2 separate regions of the Anas platyrhynchos genome follow, and region 2 is linked to region 1. A link is a contact called in public Hi-C data. All regions are on one chromosome and are shown on one strand. The core of a region is the stretch at or near the end of the contact, and the rest is flanking DNA. Distances in the headings are between cores, read along the strand shown.

Region 1 (7,474 bases), core at 3,066-5,565:
TTGTGTAAGCTGCCAGAACGGCAGGGCTCTGCCCGCACAAGCGGGATCAAATCCACTCAATTCTACTTATTCAAAACCACACTGATTACTTGGAATTGTGACCATGATCATAAACTGCAGCTCAGTCTCCCAGCAAAACCGAGGAAGTGTGGAAAGTATTAGCGGTAGTACTGCTGAAAATAGTGTAAAAGCCTTGCTAAAATTTACAGTGCTTATGGAACAATTTGTTCCACGGATCCAAGAGCTATCCGGTAATTCCGGACGCAGCCAGTGGCACCATAAAGCAATTCTGAGGAAATGGAAAAGTGACCGTTGCTGAACCTGCCTTGATATTTGTTTAAAACGCAGGTCTAGTTATAGCCAAGAGAGTTAGCCAGGAAGACAGAGACAAGCAGAGCAGCTCAGGCCATCTTTGCGCCCTTGCAGACGCTGCAGCTTCCAGGGGCTGCTCCTCTTCTGCTCCTACTAGAGCACTGTGTCCTTCTTACCTCTCCGCAGTAGGTTTGGAACAGCCTGTTTACTGTAACTGGGTAGTGCCATTTGTGTGTGTGTGTGCGGAGACTGCAAATAAATAAACAGCTCTGAGAAGCTGGTGCCACACAGCCACATTTCACTAGAGACGCTGAAAGGCAGCGCAGAGCAGTTTGGCTTTGACAGGACAGAGGTATACATGTTACTTAAACTACATGCACTTTTTCCTCCCCTATTGCTGGTTGTGTTTGCTGTTGAGATTTTTTAACAAGTGATTGTGGAAGAGGCCCACAGCAGGGAAGATTTGCACCCATCTGACGCCCGCCTTGGCAGATGGGTGACTACAGCCAATTCCCAGGCTGTGGGCAGGGAGCAGGGGAACCACCCAGCCCTTGCCCACAGTGCCTGCAGCAGTGCAGACTTCTCTGCAACCACAGGTCTGCACGTTCACCTCACACCACTCTGACTCCTTCACCAGGGTGAAAACACAGAGCTCCTCTCTCGTACTAAGGAGGTCTTTGTACTTCTGCTCCAGCCAAAGCACAAAACTGATTTTCACAAAAGCCACAGACGTTTCTGCAGTAGACACTGGCTTTTGTGTTGTACAACACAGTATTCTTGTATCTCAACTATATGCAAACTGTCTTAGCTTAGTACCCTAGAAAATTTTAGAACTCCCATAAAAATAGGCCAGGAACTCTTTTGTTACTCTGAAGCTTCTCGCAGACTGTTAGGATGAAGAATGACTTACGGATGCTCTGCTAGGCTCTCATATCCTCCCAGACTCTCAGCCAGTGCAAAAACCTGCAGGAAAACAGTAAACAGATGTTAACATAAAAAGTGTAAGGTTACAAATACTTAGACAGTGAAAGAACAAGGAAGTTCCATTTTTAGTACTACTGATTTTTTTCTATTTCTTCTTCTACAGTAACTTTTGTATTTTAAAAGGTGTCAGTTATAATAAGGGGAAAAGAAGTATACATTTAGCAGTTAAGAGTTATTAAGATTCAAAGTAAAGTATGCCTAAAATGGCTCTAAAGAGATGCTAATGCAAAACTAAAATTAAAACATGCCCATGCTGAGCAAATACAACTTAGAATTAGTTCCTATATCACACAGCACAGTCAGCAACACAGGAAGAGCAGAAGGGAAAATAAACATTAGGGCGCAGAGGCTGCCTGGACACCACCAGAGCTCTCATTCTGGTCAGAGGGAAGATGGAGCAGGCTGAGGGAACAAAATAGTCTCAGATCTCCAAATTTTCAATTAATGTTTAAGTGATTATAACCTATCCTTCCATACTCTTCTTCCAGCACCAGCAGTGCTCACCCATATTCACAGGTGACACCTCTGCTTTTCAGAGCTGCCAAATGGCAGATCTGTTTGGGTGGGGAGGGGTTGGGGGCTGGAAATTACGATTCTTCCCGCAAGGCTGCACTGATTTTTCCACTCATTCTTCCCTGGGCCTGAAGGCTAGTTCAGTGTTTTGAAAAACAGCTTAAATTTCTCAGTGCCTAAAAGGACACCTCTGAGTAATGGTTGCTGTTAGTTAAGTGGTATTTTTTAGCATTGATCTTTAAATTACGGGCATATATATTTGCGGATGTCAAAAAGGCTCTCTAGAGAGTCAACTGCACTCAAATACGTACGCACAATTCCTCTGCTGTGAATGCATTTACTGCCCTCAACAACGCTTCTGTATCAACCTAGTGACGAACTGATGGCTAGTGAAGTGACCATATCACACGGAATTATTCTGCAATGTAATTCATGGTGCTTGTTGCCAAAGCTGGGTGATTTCATGCACCAGGACCACTCAGGCAAAAGAATATTTTGTGGGAAAATTGTAGTTTTAGTATATCCATTTTCAGCTGACGATATTAACTGGTAAAGCAGACAGAAGTTCCATTTCATCTTGTCAATTATTACTGATTTGTTTTTCCAGGAGCAAAACAAAAAAAGTGCAAGAGCGGGAGGCACACTAACCAGAGACACAGAGTAGGAAACACATGAAAGCATACAGGCAGAACTAGTGTATTACAAAGACAAAAGCAAAATTCCTACGGTTCAGGTAAAATAAACAACTATTTTCCAAATTGAGGAACTCCCTCTTTGCTTCACGATCCATGTCATTTCTCAATGGCTTTTTCTCTTGACAAGTACTTTGAAATATTACAGCAGTATTACACCAGCCACAGCTTCTCTGCTTTCAAATACTAGGGGTAATTGCAAAAGGCTGGTATGTCAGCTCTTTGTGAGGAGCAATGCCTGGGCTAACCTGGAAATGCTACATCATTCCGTGTAAACAGACACCTCAAATGAGCTGAAGCACCCTTTTCTTCCCTCTCATTAGTGTCGCATTTATGCATAATCTATTATTTAGAGATGGTTACACCCAAAAGAAATTAGGAGCTTTAAAAGTACAGAGGAAGACTCCCTGCCCCAACAGAAAAGGCTCCCTGCCCCACTTGCTTCCATCATCGCACTCAGAGAGACAGATTCAATTCCCCTTAGGGCAGAGTATATTTACTGTCATTTACCTTTAAATTGTTGAGAAAGGCAGTAGCGTGTTCAAGATTTCCTTTAATGTAAAAGGTTATCATCCCAGGACAGCCAGTGCACTGCCGCTTGATCAGCTCATGCTGAGGGTGTGAAGGCAATCCTGAAATTTGTAGGAATTGCTGTAAGTTATTTCACATCACTTCAAAGAGTAAAGCAGCTCCCCCTGAACTACATAAAAACATCCTTCAGCTGGAAAGGAATGCAAGGGCCATTGCCAAGGCAGACACCTAACTGAGAGTCATCAGACGTGAGGAGTGTGCAAGCGACACGTACTATTGCAGTACCCACGTCCAGCCCCACGCCAGGACGCCACCCGCTCTGAAGCCTTGCCAACCTACCAGGGAAAATGACTTTCTCCACCCGGGAATCTGACTCAAGAAACCGAGCAACAGCTAGGGCATTGTGGAAATGTTGATTCATCCGGATCTTCAGTGTCTTCAAACCACGGTTGCACAGGTAACAGTCAAAAGGAGACGGGACAGCTCCAAGAGCTGCAGAAATTGAAACACAAAGTTACACATGAAAAAAAGAGGGCTTTATTTTTCAGTAAAACGAAATGCCGTCCTAATTTCCTAAATTTCTTCCACAGAAGAACAAGACACGTAACCACAGGTGCTGTTCGTGGGAGAAATGTGAGCTGCCCTGCACCTGCTGCTTTCTGTGTGTGCCATATCTCCTGCCCTGCTGCATGACACACAGAGCACGTACTTGCGTGCATGCACCATGCTTCCTCCTATGAGCCAGTATATTCAATTACATAGATTTTAAGGTATTTCCTATATTGACTACTTACAGTTTTGTAAGAATTTGAGCCTTTCGTAGAGGTCGTCACAGTTCACTGAAACAAGCCCCATTACAACATCGCTGTGCCCTAAAAATGCAAGGAGAACGTAAGAACAAAGTTATCTGCTCCAGGGTTCTGTCACAAACCCCCTCTTTTTCTCAGCCTCAGTGCTAAAAGAGCCCCATTTTGGCAAGGCCCTTGATTCCTTCTCATTACCACAGCTGTCCGTCCATTACCACAGTTGCACCCTCACATGAATCATAGGCAGATTTGTTTTTTCTGAGGCTCACCTTGGCGGTGTGCTTTGCTGCACGCTGCCCTTATGCCCCCAGGTGCCTACCAAACCCGCTGCAGCTAGCTGCAAGAAAGCAGGACTTTGTACAGACATCGCTGAGCTCCTGTGGGGCAGCAGCAGCCGCCTGCTGTTTAACGAGAGCAAACCCCAGCCAGAATGCTTCCACTTTTATCTGCACCACAAGCGGACGTGTGGTTACAGCGCAGCCACCGCAGCCGAGCTACCTCTTAGTCTGGATTGTCTGGGAAGTGAACGTGCTTTTGAACAGGCTCCAGCACTGCCATATAAACTCCCTTGAACTTCGATATAATTTCCGGCAGCTACCTTGTACAAAGCCTTGCATTTGGTTTTACAGCTGTATGAACATGGCGCATTTCCAAACCCCACTTTTGGCTTTTTCTTGCCCTAGATAGGTCTGTAAGACCAGCTGAACTTGGGGGGAGCCAGAGTTTGAAAAACACAACCTCATCTTGTGGATTTGTTCTCCTCATTAAGGCCAACCATCTGGGCATGATCACAGTGCAAACCGTGTTTGCACAACATCACTCGCCGGTGCCATTAGCAGCAAGTTGGCAATAGCTATGTGCAGATTTATCAGTAGCAAAAGGAGTTTAAAAGCTTCCATCACACATGGAAGAGGTTCAAGAGGTGAATGCAGAAAGGCTCAACAGTAGCTGGAACAGCTTTTAAATAACCAGCCTGAGTCGTGTTGAATTCCAGTACCTACCGTTCATGTACTTGGTTGCAGAATACATGCAAATATCAGCCCCCAGGGACAATGGACGCTAAAACGATATGAAAATAATAGGTCTGATTAAACTTATTTTTGCCCTCTGGTTCATTTCAAGCTATCCAGAAACACTGTGATCAAACACAGAAAGTAACACTAGAAAGAGAAACTAAGAGAAAAACACAGAAATCCTAACACAAAAGACAAAAGCTGAGAATGAAGCAAGACAGAACGTGAGACAGAAAGCAGCAGCACAGGAAGGCACTCAATTCATGGTAAGCACAATAAAAGAACCCATAATAAATAAAACACAATTTGAAAACACTGGTCTAATTCTCACTGGCTTTAGTGAGGGAATAGAGCAATTAGAATGAAGTGAATGCAGCTAACATGCAGCATGTTCACACAGGAAAAAAAATAGTTATATTGCTTAGCTGGGGCAGGGAGAAGTAATGATGTTTAAAGTATATTTCCTTAAAAGAGGAAGGCCTCCACAAAAATTATAACATTTCAGAGTTCTCTGGAGATCAGTATGGGTGATACTGCATTAAAAGAACAACTGAACACCTGCAGAGAGCACAAAGGGGTTGGTTTGCCAAGTCTCTCTTCTCTAAGGCACTCAGCTTTCCTCACAGAAGCCTTTTTAAGGGGAGAGACAAACCAAGATGATGATGGGCAAGAAGTAATGAACAATCTTCTTTCTAAATTAGTCACTAAGTAAAGGACTTTGTGGTATAATATAAACTTATTATAAGGACTGAAGAGTACTAATAAATTAAAGGGTGATAAAGCAAGCAGATTTAGAATAAAAGAACGCTGCTGTCAGCTGAAGCACGTAAGTCTACTCAGGGAACATGGATAATGTGCATTCCCAACGTGCAGCCAAGAGGATGGTAGCATAAACACCAGTGCCTTTTACATTCAATATTACTATACAAACCACTCTAAAATTATGATTTTCTTAGTACAGTGTATCAGCAGGAGTCTGGAGGAGTTTAAAGACATTACCTATTACGCTTACTAGGCCTAATTATTACAACTCACTTTCTCCTAGGAGCAGGCCAATAAAAGATACATTAACTAGCTCACATATCCAGATGCTCAATTTTCTTCTTTCACACACATCTTTCAGAAATAAAATAAAGGTTGAAAAAATCAGAAAGCCTTTGGTATGTGCAAGACAAACTCGAGTGCTGCTCTAGCTAAGCATTAATGCCTTCTAAAAGGCTCTGTTAAGGACACTGAGTTCTCTGTAAATTAACAAAAGCAGACACCTTTCCTTTTGTGCTCCAAAATAAGTTTCTCTTTAGACCTAAAATATAAGGGAATAGGTTGGTCTCCAGGGAAACACACAGGGATATTTCTAGCCCATGTTAAGATGAACAAGACTTTGAAGTTTCTTATCAAGACAGTTTTAGAATTTTAAAAATTGCCTTTACTTCATGTACTCCAGTTATAAAAGCAGAAAAAAATAAATCATAGAATCAAAAAGATGATCGACCTCCATGATCATCTGGTCCAACCATCCCCATTCCAGCAATATTACACACTAAATCGTATCCCTAAATACCACATCCAACCTTTTCTTAAATGAGTTGTCTGAGGTCAAAATTACAATCTTAAGCCACACATTCATCAAAATATTAAAGAAAAATGTAACTTTAATAATCTCAGAGACACAGTCAATATATTTTGCTTATTTTAACTTTTTTCTCCACTTCCTTTTTGGAATACCAGGTGGTATGGTACAGATCATGAACAGCACATATAAAATAACTGGTAGAAAAAGAGCAAAGGTAGAAAACAGTACACTATTTAACAGGTCTGCTATGATTCCCATCAGCTAGATCTAACAAATCTGTGACTTTTGAATGACAGAGAAGCCTTTCTCCCAGTGGCTTAACTTACTTTCTTGATTGCTTAACTGTTTACTTAACCTCTAAGCTATGTTGTTTTTGTCGGTATCAGACTGGTGTATAGCTAGCTATAAAATACTTTGCATGCCATCTTTGCTAATTTAGAGAGGAGCAGAGCATTGGTTCTATTTAGAAGCAGGACAGGCAATTTACAACACACGTATCAAAACCACAGTTTGTTGGCAGTGGCTCCATTTTAAAAATGCATCTTTGAATATACTGAAATAATGCGGTAATTATAAACAAAGGCACTTACCTGGAAATATGCAGACATAAAAGTGTTGTCTACTACCAGAAGAACATCCTTATGCTTATGTACAACATTGGCACAGCCCTGAATATCAATGACCTTCAGCGTGGGGTTTGTGGGTGTTTCAATCCAAACAAGCTGTAGTGATTCAACAATACAAAACATCGGTTTAGAGATACAACAGTGCTGGTACTATCTCTGCTACGTGTATACATGCATAATGCAGTGTGCAAAGCAAACCTTTCCTCTCTTTTATGTATTTTTAAGGGTGTCAGTCTAAAAAACTAGCAATGCATGAATATCCAGGCTTCTCTCTCCACACATAAACACAGGTTACTTTTCTCATCATTTATCATCACCATCTGTATCACTCAGGATAATTTTCTTATCATCAGTTCCACCATCACAAACACTACATCTTTATTTTAAGAAATTAATTTAGAAGTCATAAGGGCTTTTAAACATA
Region 2 (6,839 bases), core at 3,864-6,363, 45 kb before region 1:
CTTATTTCCCACTTACTTTTTCCAGTGGGAAAGTGTATTTTTGTTGCCTTTCTTTAAAGATGCCTCCTATGTGATGTATTTAAATTCCAGTACAAAAGCATTTCTAATACTGGTTTTAATATGTTGTATTCCTGTCAAAGATTTTATGGAAGCAGTAGTGAATGGGAAGCCTACTTTGAAATCATCGTTTGCCTTATAAACTAGCCTGTTTGTGTACCAAATCAGTGTGTGTTGTGTCTGTCAGAATAAAAGCCCAGCAGAATGACCGGCCTCCCGTGCCTTGGTTCCTGCCGCCGGGCCGCGTGCGCTCAGCAGCCGCAGCCACTTGAAGCAGCGCTGCTGGTGGCCCTGCTGCCGCGTCACGGCCTCGCGGGGGTTTGCAGGGCTGCACCGCTGCTTTTTGATTTAAAAGAATTGTTTTCAAGCTGGATCAGCTCAGGGATCCAGTTTACAGCGGAAGCCCCAAACCCACCTTGTCTGCTGGTGAAGGATTTGGCACAGCCAAAATGTGACTTCCAGGGAGAGCAGGGTTCACCCGCTCACACAGGGCGATGAAGCACGGGGCCCCGGAATGTGGCAACTTCGATGCTGATGTATTTTTCCCTTGAAAGTTCCTGCCCCAGAACTGAATCAGAATTAGGTGGAACTTGCCTTAGTAAGAGAGAAATAAATACATTATTTACATGATTTATTTTTATCCTTTTATCACATTCTGTAACTTCAGCACAGACCTCTAGTGCCTCTAAAGCAGTTTTATGCAGAAGAGGAGCGCAGAAGAGCTGTGGTGAAACACTGGCTACATGGCTCGGACAAGCAAAGCCCCAGCCCCATTCCCTCCTCTGGTGAGTCAGTGCAACGTCACCGTGTATGAAACGACCTTCAGAAGAGAAACAGCAAATAATTATGTGCAATTTTCCCTAATTTCTAACATCCTGCCCGTTCCCTTGCTGCTCCATAGATTTACGCTAATTTCCATGGTGGTACCACGTCTCCACTCAGACTTGGCACCCCAGAGCACGGCCGCTTGCCTTGACCAAGCAAAGCTTGTGCTTTCCCCATAATTTGCTTCAGTGATCGGGTTTCTTGGCCACCCTTCGCAGGTTCTCCCGATGAGAGGGGCTCTGCAGCACGCAGGGCAGGTTCTCCAGGACGTGTTTGTGGTTCAAACACCGTGCTGCTGCTGGGCAGGGCTCAGCCAAGGGCTGGAGAAAAACCTCTCCACCAGCAGCTAGTCACAGCAACATTTTCTCATGCAGCCATGTCACTGCAGGCGGTGGTGGTGCCGGCAGCGCTGCCTGCGTCCTCCTGCACCCAGCAGGCCGTGGCCATGGGCCCATGTCCCCGGCCACCCAGCGCGGCCTCCAGCCGAGGAAATGCCTGCAGGGAGCCCCAGGCCCTGCACACAGAGGGACTGCGAGCGAGGGCTGCGCACAGCAGGAGGAGGAGGAAGTGGGATAAGGATCAGCGCAGAGCCTGCATCGCCGCCCCCAGTGGGAACGTGGCGAGGAGGTGGCGGCCTCCAGCACACCCCATCGGGGGTGAAACCTCAGGTGCTCAGGAGACCCCTGCAGATCGCTGGGTTCTCTGGTTTAAACAGACTTCAGAAGGCAAGAGGAACAAGAGGGGACTGTAGGGCAGGGGCACTGCTGCTGTGGAGCCAGCTGAGCGAGCCGGGGTGTTCAGCCCGGAGAGGTGAAGGCTCCGGGGAGAGCTCCGAGCGGCCTCCAGCACCTAACGGGGGCTGCAGGAGAGGTGGGGAGGGGCTCTGTTGGGGTGTGTGGGGATATGATGATGGGTAATGGCTTTAAACTAAAAGAGGGGAGATTTAGATTAGATGTGAGGAAGAAATCCTTCACCCTGAGGGCGGTGAGGCCCTGGCACAGGCAGCCCAGGGAGCTGCGGGTGCCCCATCCCTGGGGGTGCCCCGTCCCTGGGGGTGCTCAGGGCCAGGCTGGGGGCAGGGGGGCGGCTTTGAGGTCCCTTCCAGCCCGAACCATTCTCTGATTCTCTGAAAGCCCAGATTATATTTCTTCTGCTCACTTGAATGAGAAATGTTTTTAGATAAGATAAGATTAAAGAGCTTTGAATAAACACTTGAAAGCGTGCTGGTGACAGTCTCACGACAAGTGAAGGCAGTGACAGGCGGCAGCCAGCCCTGCACAGCCTGCTGACCACCACCCCCTTTCACTTTTTTTTTTTTCTAATTTTTGGATTCCTCCCTGGGGTTTCCCGGCATAAAGCAGCAGCTCGGGGGCTGTAGGGCCGTGGTGCTGCCTGTGACAGGGCACCCGCCTGCCCCTGCCCTGTGCCCTGCAGCACAGCTCAGCCTAATCTTCCTTCCATCGGGTCATTTGACCTCAGTTAAGAAAAACAAAACCACTTTCTAAAATGCACGTGCAAGGGAGCAGAAAAGGCCATGAAGTGCCAGTGCTGGAGCCACAAGAGGTAACCTCTTCTGTCTGGAGCAGTGGCAGAAGGCTGATGGTCCATGGGGTCGGCTGCCCGGAGTTGCAGCAGCTCCTGAGAGAGGCTTGTTGCCTTTTGACAAATTATAAACACAACAGCAAAGACAAAAGCTAAACATTTTCAAACAAAGGTGAGAAAATGGGTTGCCAGAGGCATGCAACAAAGTGGCCTTAGAGGCCAGCAGCTGTCTGTAACACGGGAGCTCTGCCTGCTTTGTGTGCGTGGCTGTGGATTCAGTGAGGCATTTTAAATGATGCCAAAGCAATAAAAGCATTTTACCAGAAAAAGGTGGCAGCTCACAACCAGCAGGCAGCAGGTGCTGTACTCTGCCCATGCAGCGTGCCCAGCTCCTGCATGCCCAAAATTCGCCCGTCCCCAACACTACTTTCATCAAACCCGAAAATGTGCTTGGTGCTCAAACCTGCTTCCAAACCACCACAAACACCAGCGCCGGGTATCTCTAAGCCAAACACTTCCAAGCTCTCTGTCTGAGTGTTTCCATCCCTGTTGGAAGGGATGCAGGGCAGTTTCCCATTGCTGTCGGTACCTGAGCTTCTTGTGGGGCTCTGCTAGAGACGGTCAGGCTGCTGGGGTGCGAAATGGCTTGGAGCTGTTTGGCATGAGGCAGGAACGGGACGGTGAGCAGTCAGATTTCACAGATTTCTTGTTTACGTGAAATGTTGGGAGACAAGTCTGTGCAGGTACATTGGGAACAGATCGTTCTCAAAAGGTCCAAGAAGCACCGAACACCAAGGGGGGGGCCAGGTGAGGCAGCACACGGTTTGCACTGAAGGGACACAGCGCTGCATGCGTGGGCACACACCCAGCATGCGCCCAGAGAGCTCGGGGCTCACCCCAGCCCCTCATCGCTGCTGGTCCCCGGCAGCATCGCCCCCAGCACAGAGCTGTCTCGGAGGGCACCAACACTGATGCTCACGGGGTATGCATGGGGATTCAGCCCTCACTTTGCTCCTCTGCAGAACATAAAAGAACCACTTTGAATATAAAATATGTTAAATATGTTCAAATGCATTTTACTAAAGACAATGTGTTTATATTTGGGGCTGCTTTGTTTTGGCAATAAATCGTATCAAAGGATAGAAGCCCCAGTTATTATGACTTTCTTTAAACACATTGTTTAACAAACCTTGTCCACCCTTCAACACGCAGGCTATTTGCATAGAGCGGAGCCACGGTTACTACACGCACAAATAATTTCAGCATTTATAAAGGCTCGCAGCCCTGCAGATGAAAGGAAATACACACCCCATTCTGGAGTGACTTTATGGAGTGAAGCATTAATTCCCAGCAGTTCTGCAGTTTATATGACAGGTTGGAGTCAGCTGGATTTTTGCCTGATGTGTTTGCAATTCACTGGCTCTGGATGTGAACAACCTTTAAAGTGCAGAGACAAAAACTTGCCCGGGAACCCTTTGCCCACATTTGGGCATCATTTTTTCCCACCCTGACAATTTAGGAGCAGGTCACCGCCCGATGCCATCCCCGTGCCGCCGTGCCACAAGCCGGTGCCTCCAGCCCTGCCGGGAAAGGTCCCTGCCAGGATACCGGGGCCAGCCGCTGCTGAGGAGGTCCCAGCAGCCCAGGAGAGCGGTGCCACCACCGAGATCGTGGCTGGTGCTGGGGCAGGGCATGCATTCAGAGGCTTGGATGCTGCAGCTGCACAGCACTGCCCACCCCGGGCACCACGGCTGGCAGGGCTGGGGCTGCCTTGGACCAGCTCCAAGATGTCCCCATCACTCTGCTCCATCCCAGTGCTCTGCTCCTTGCCAGTATCCATGCGGAGCTGCATCTTTCAGCTCAGGTGTCAGTCTAAATTTGGAACTATTGAAACTTGACCACTGCATTATAAGGAGCCTTTGAAATACCAGCATCTCTTATGCTTTTATATCACAAAGGCAAGGAAACGCCAGCTCTCTGCAGGGCACCTCATTTAGCCCATTAAAATGCAGAGGCTCAAGGCTAAAACCAGACAGTTTCAAATTACCAGTGGTGTGCTGTGTGCTCACAGCACTGAATGTGGCCTGAAACAAAACCACAGGACATTGGTGGTGTCTCTCCATCTCCTGGCGTCGTCAGATCCCAGCCTGACTCTTCCTCAGGCTGCACCAGGACAGCTGGAACCTCTGCTGATGTGTTTGCCCACCAGGCCCTGGCACCCAACCTCCCGTTTGTCCTTCCTTGTCTCCAAAAGCTGTTAATTTTTGTCTTAAATCTGTGTTGTTGCTGTGCATCTAATGAACATGGGCAGAGCTGGTCATTTACAGGAATGGTCTGTGGCAAAACACTCTGGAAACAAATGGTTTAGCATCGGAATAATCAGGTTTCCCCCCTTGCCTTCCCTTTCATGCTGCTGCTCCTGAGTTTTTAACTGAGGAGGAAGCGGTGCTGGGAGCAGGCACGGCCAATTTCCCTTCTCCAGAACGGGAACGGGGCCTTCTGCAGGCAGCCCCGTGCTCCACGAGCTCCTGAACCAGCAGAGGAGGAGAGAGCCGGATTGCTTCAAAAGGGACCGCGGCAAATTCTGACTCGAGCCTTTCGGTGATAACGAGTTATCCACGCTGTAATAACAAAGCGGGCCCTGCTCCGACGAGGAGTGTTGTTTTCAGCAGGCTCAGCATGGGTTGGACACACTCCGTGCTGTAAGCAGTGCCGGCCGGCGATGTGATAAGAGCAGTGATAAAGTCTGGGGGGTTAACTCCAGGGACGTTCGCATTGTGAAGGGCAGGAACGTGTTTTCCTTCTTGTCCTCGGCAAGGACGCTGTGCCCGGCCATCACTCCTGCCCCAGCCCCCAGGGACGCTGCTCCTGCTGCCCGACAGCTCGCTGCCAGCCAGCCCCCGGAGGCCGCCTCGGTCTGCAGAGGTGCCCAGCAGCCGACCGCGAGGTCTGCGCGGACAGAAGCTCTCCCAGCTCCATCAGAAACCAATGGACCTTTGTCTGTCTGCAGTGTGAAAGGATTTCACCCGTGGCAAAATCCATTCCTAATTTTTAAACAGCTGTTCCACATACACGGATCAGGAGTTTAATAAAGATAACATTGCGGTCACCTTAAGGAAGTTTAATAAACTGAGTGTTATTGATTATCTTTCTTACTAAATACACACCCAGTTCTACCGTATGTCATGCTGATACCGTACAATTAAAGCCTACATTTGGTACAGGACAGCAACCAGGATATCACAACGGCACAGCCCCTGACAGTGTTCTCTGCCACCTTCCCCGGCGTGACTACAGAGGCCGAGGACAGCAACACAGCCGATTTTGCTGCCTGCTGTGGAGCACAAACCCCAAAATGCAGAGAAGGCACAAAAGCTCTGCAGGCTGGCACCCCCCAGTGTGCCCCTCGCGACCCCGGCCCCTCGGCTGTGTGCCACGTGTTGGTGCCTTTGCTCAGCGCTGGCCCAGAAGGCTCCTTCCAGATGGCACCAAACCTCCCTGCTCCAGCACACGGTGGTGTGATGTGCTGACTGTGGGGGCCGTGGGAGGCCGGGGACACAGCCACCTCATGTCACCAGGGCATCTCTGCAGCCCTCCAAGCCCTGATTCTCCCCCAACAGCCAGACTTGGCATCCATGCTGAGATCCGGATAGCGCAGTGTTCATCGCCGTGTCTCCAACCTACACAAATGCAAGTCCCCTTCGCTGATGCCATGGATATCTTTCAGCATCTAATAAAGCGCTCACCCAGAGGTTATTCTGGTCAGTCCTGCAGAATTAAGTTATGGATGAGTCATTCCTAGCAAAGAAAAGGAAAAGATAAGCTCTGAGCAGCCAAGCAAGCGTGCAGCCGGGGCGTTTATCTCTACGTTACACTGCCAGTAGCCCACAGAAGGCATGCCGTAGCTTGTAAAGCATGTGTACGTGTGCCTCTGGAGGAGGGAAAACATCCCAAACCACCACCTGGATGCCGATGTGCAGCATCGATGTGCTGTGGTGCTGGGTGGGCGCTGGGCACCCCTCCTGCTCACAGCTGCTTGCCGCTTTGGCAAGGAGCCCACCGAGGGCACAGGTGGCTTTGGACATGAGTGCTTGGATGCACCATTTGCAGAGTGTTTGCTCACTGGTGTAAACCTCTTTGTTGTTATTTTGGTGGTTTGATCAGAAATCTACACTTCAGTGATCATCAGACAGCTCTGTAAGTCACCCCGTGTTCTTCATGGGGCTTTGCCACAGGACGTGCTGAAACCCCTCATGCCCTGGCAAGGCCCTGGGCTGCTGCGTTCCCCGGGGGTCCCCCAGCCTCCTGCCACCACCCAGCAATGGGCACAGGAGCTGCCAAGTCCAGCCCCAGAATCTGTGGCTGGTTTCTAAGAAATCAGGACTCAAGATTTGGGCTTCTTGCTGATGTCTAAT

Evidence for each region. Hi-C and Micro-C count contacts between places; a contact is called where the count stands out from the background.
Region 2: a contact with region 1 is called in a Hi-C map of F5 follicle, with 3 times the contacts expected there. The contact joins two enhancer-like sites. A contact is called at or near these places in 2 of 8 Hi-C or Micro-C datasets (F1 follicle and F5 follicle).

What each region holds. Positions count from the first base shown.
Region 1 is chr8:38,716,607-38,724,080 of IASCAAS_PekinDuck_T2T, reverse strand. CTH (cystathionine gamma-lyase) reads right to left here. Exons shown (of 12, transcript XM_027463185.3): 5 at 7,015-7,146; 6 at 4,840-4,897; 7 at 3,827-3,904; 8 at 3,372-3,524; 9 at 3,012-3,133; 10 at 1,223-1,275. Among named protein-coding and RNA genes, the nearest start is that of CTH, 10 kb to the right of the region's middle. Within about 2 kb of position 4,315, at least 1 of the 8 cell types and tissues checked has an H3K27ac peak or open chromatin away from gene starts, as enhancers often do. A contact at or near this core is called in F5 follicle, where this site is marked.
Region 2 is chr8:38,762,580-38,769,418 of IASCAAS_PekinDuck_T2T, reverse strand. It overlaps PTGER3 (prostaglandin E receptor 3), which reads left to right. Exons shown (of 2, transcript XM_021272250.4): 2 at 1-265. Among named protein-coding and RNA genes, the nearest start is that of PTGER3, 15 kb to the left of the region's middle. Within about 2 kb of position 5,113, at least 5 of the 8 cell types and tissues checked have an H3K27ac peak or open chromatin away from gene starts, as enhancers often do. A contact at or near this core is called in F5 follicle, where this site is marked.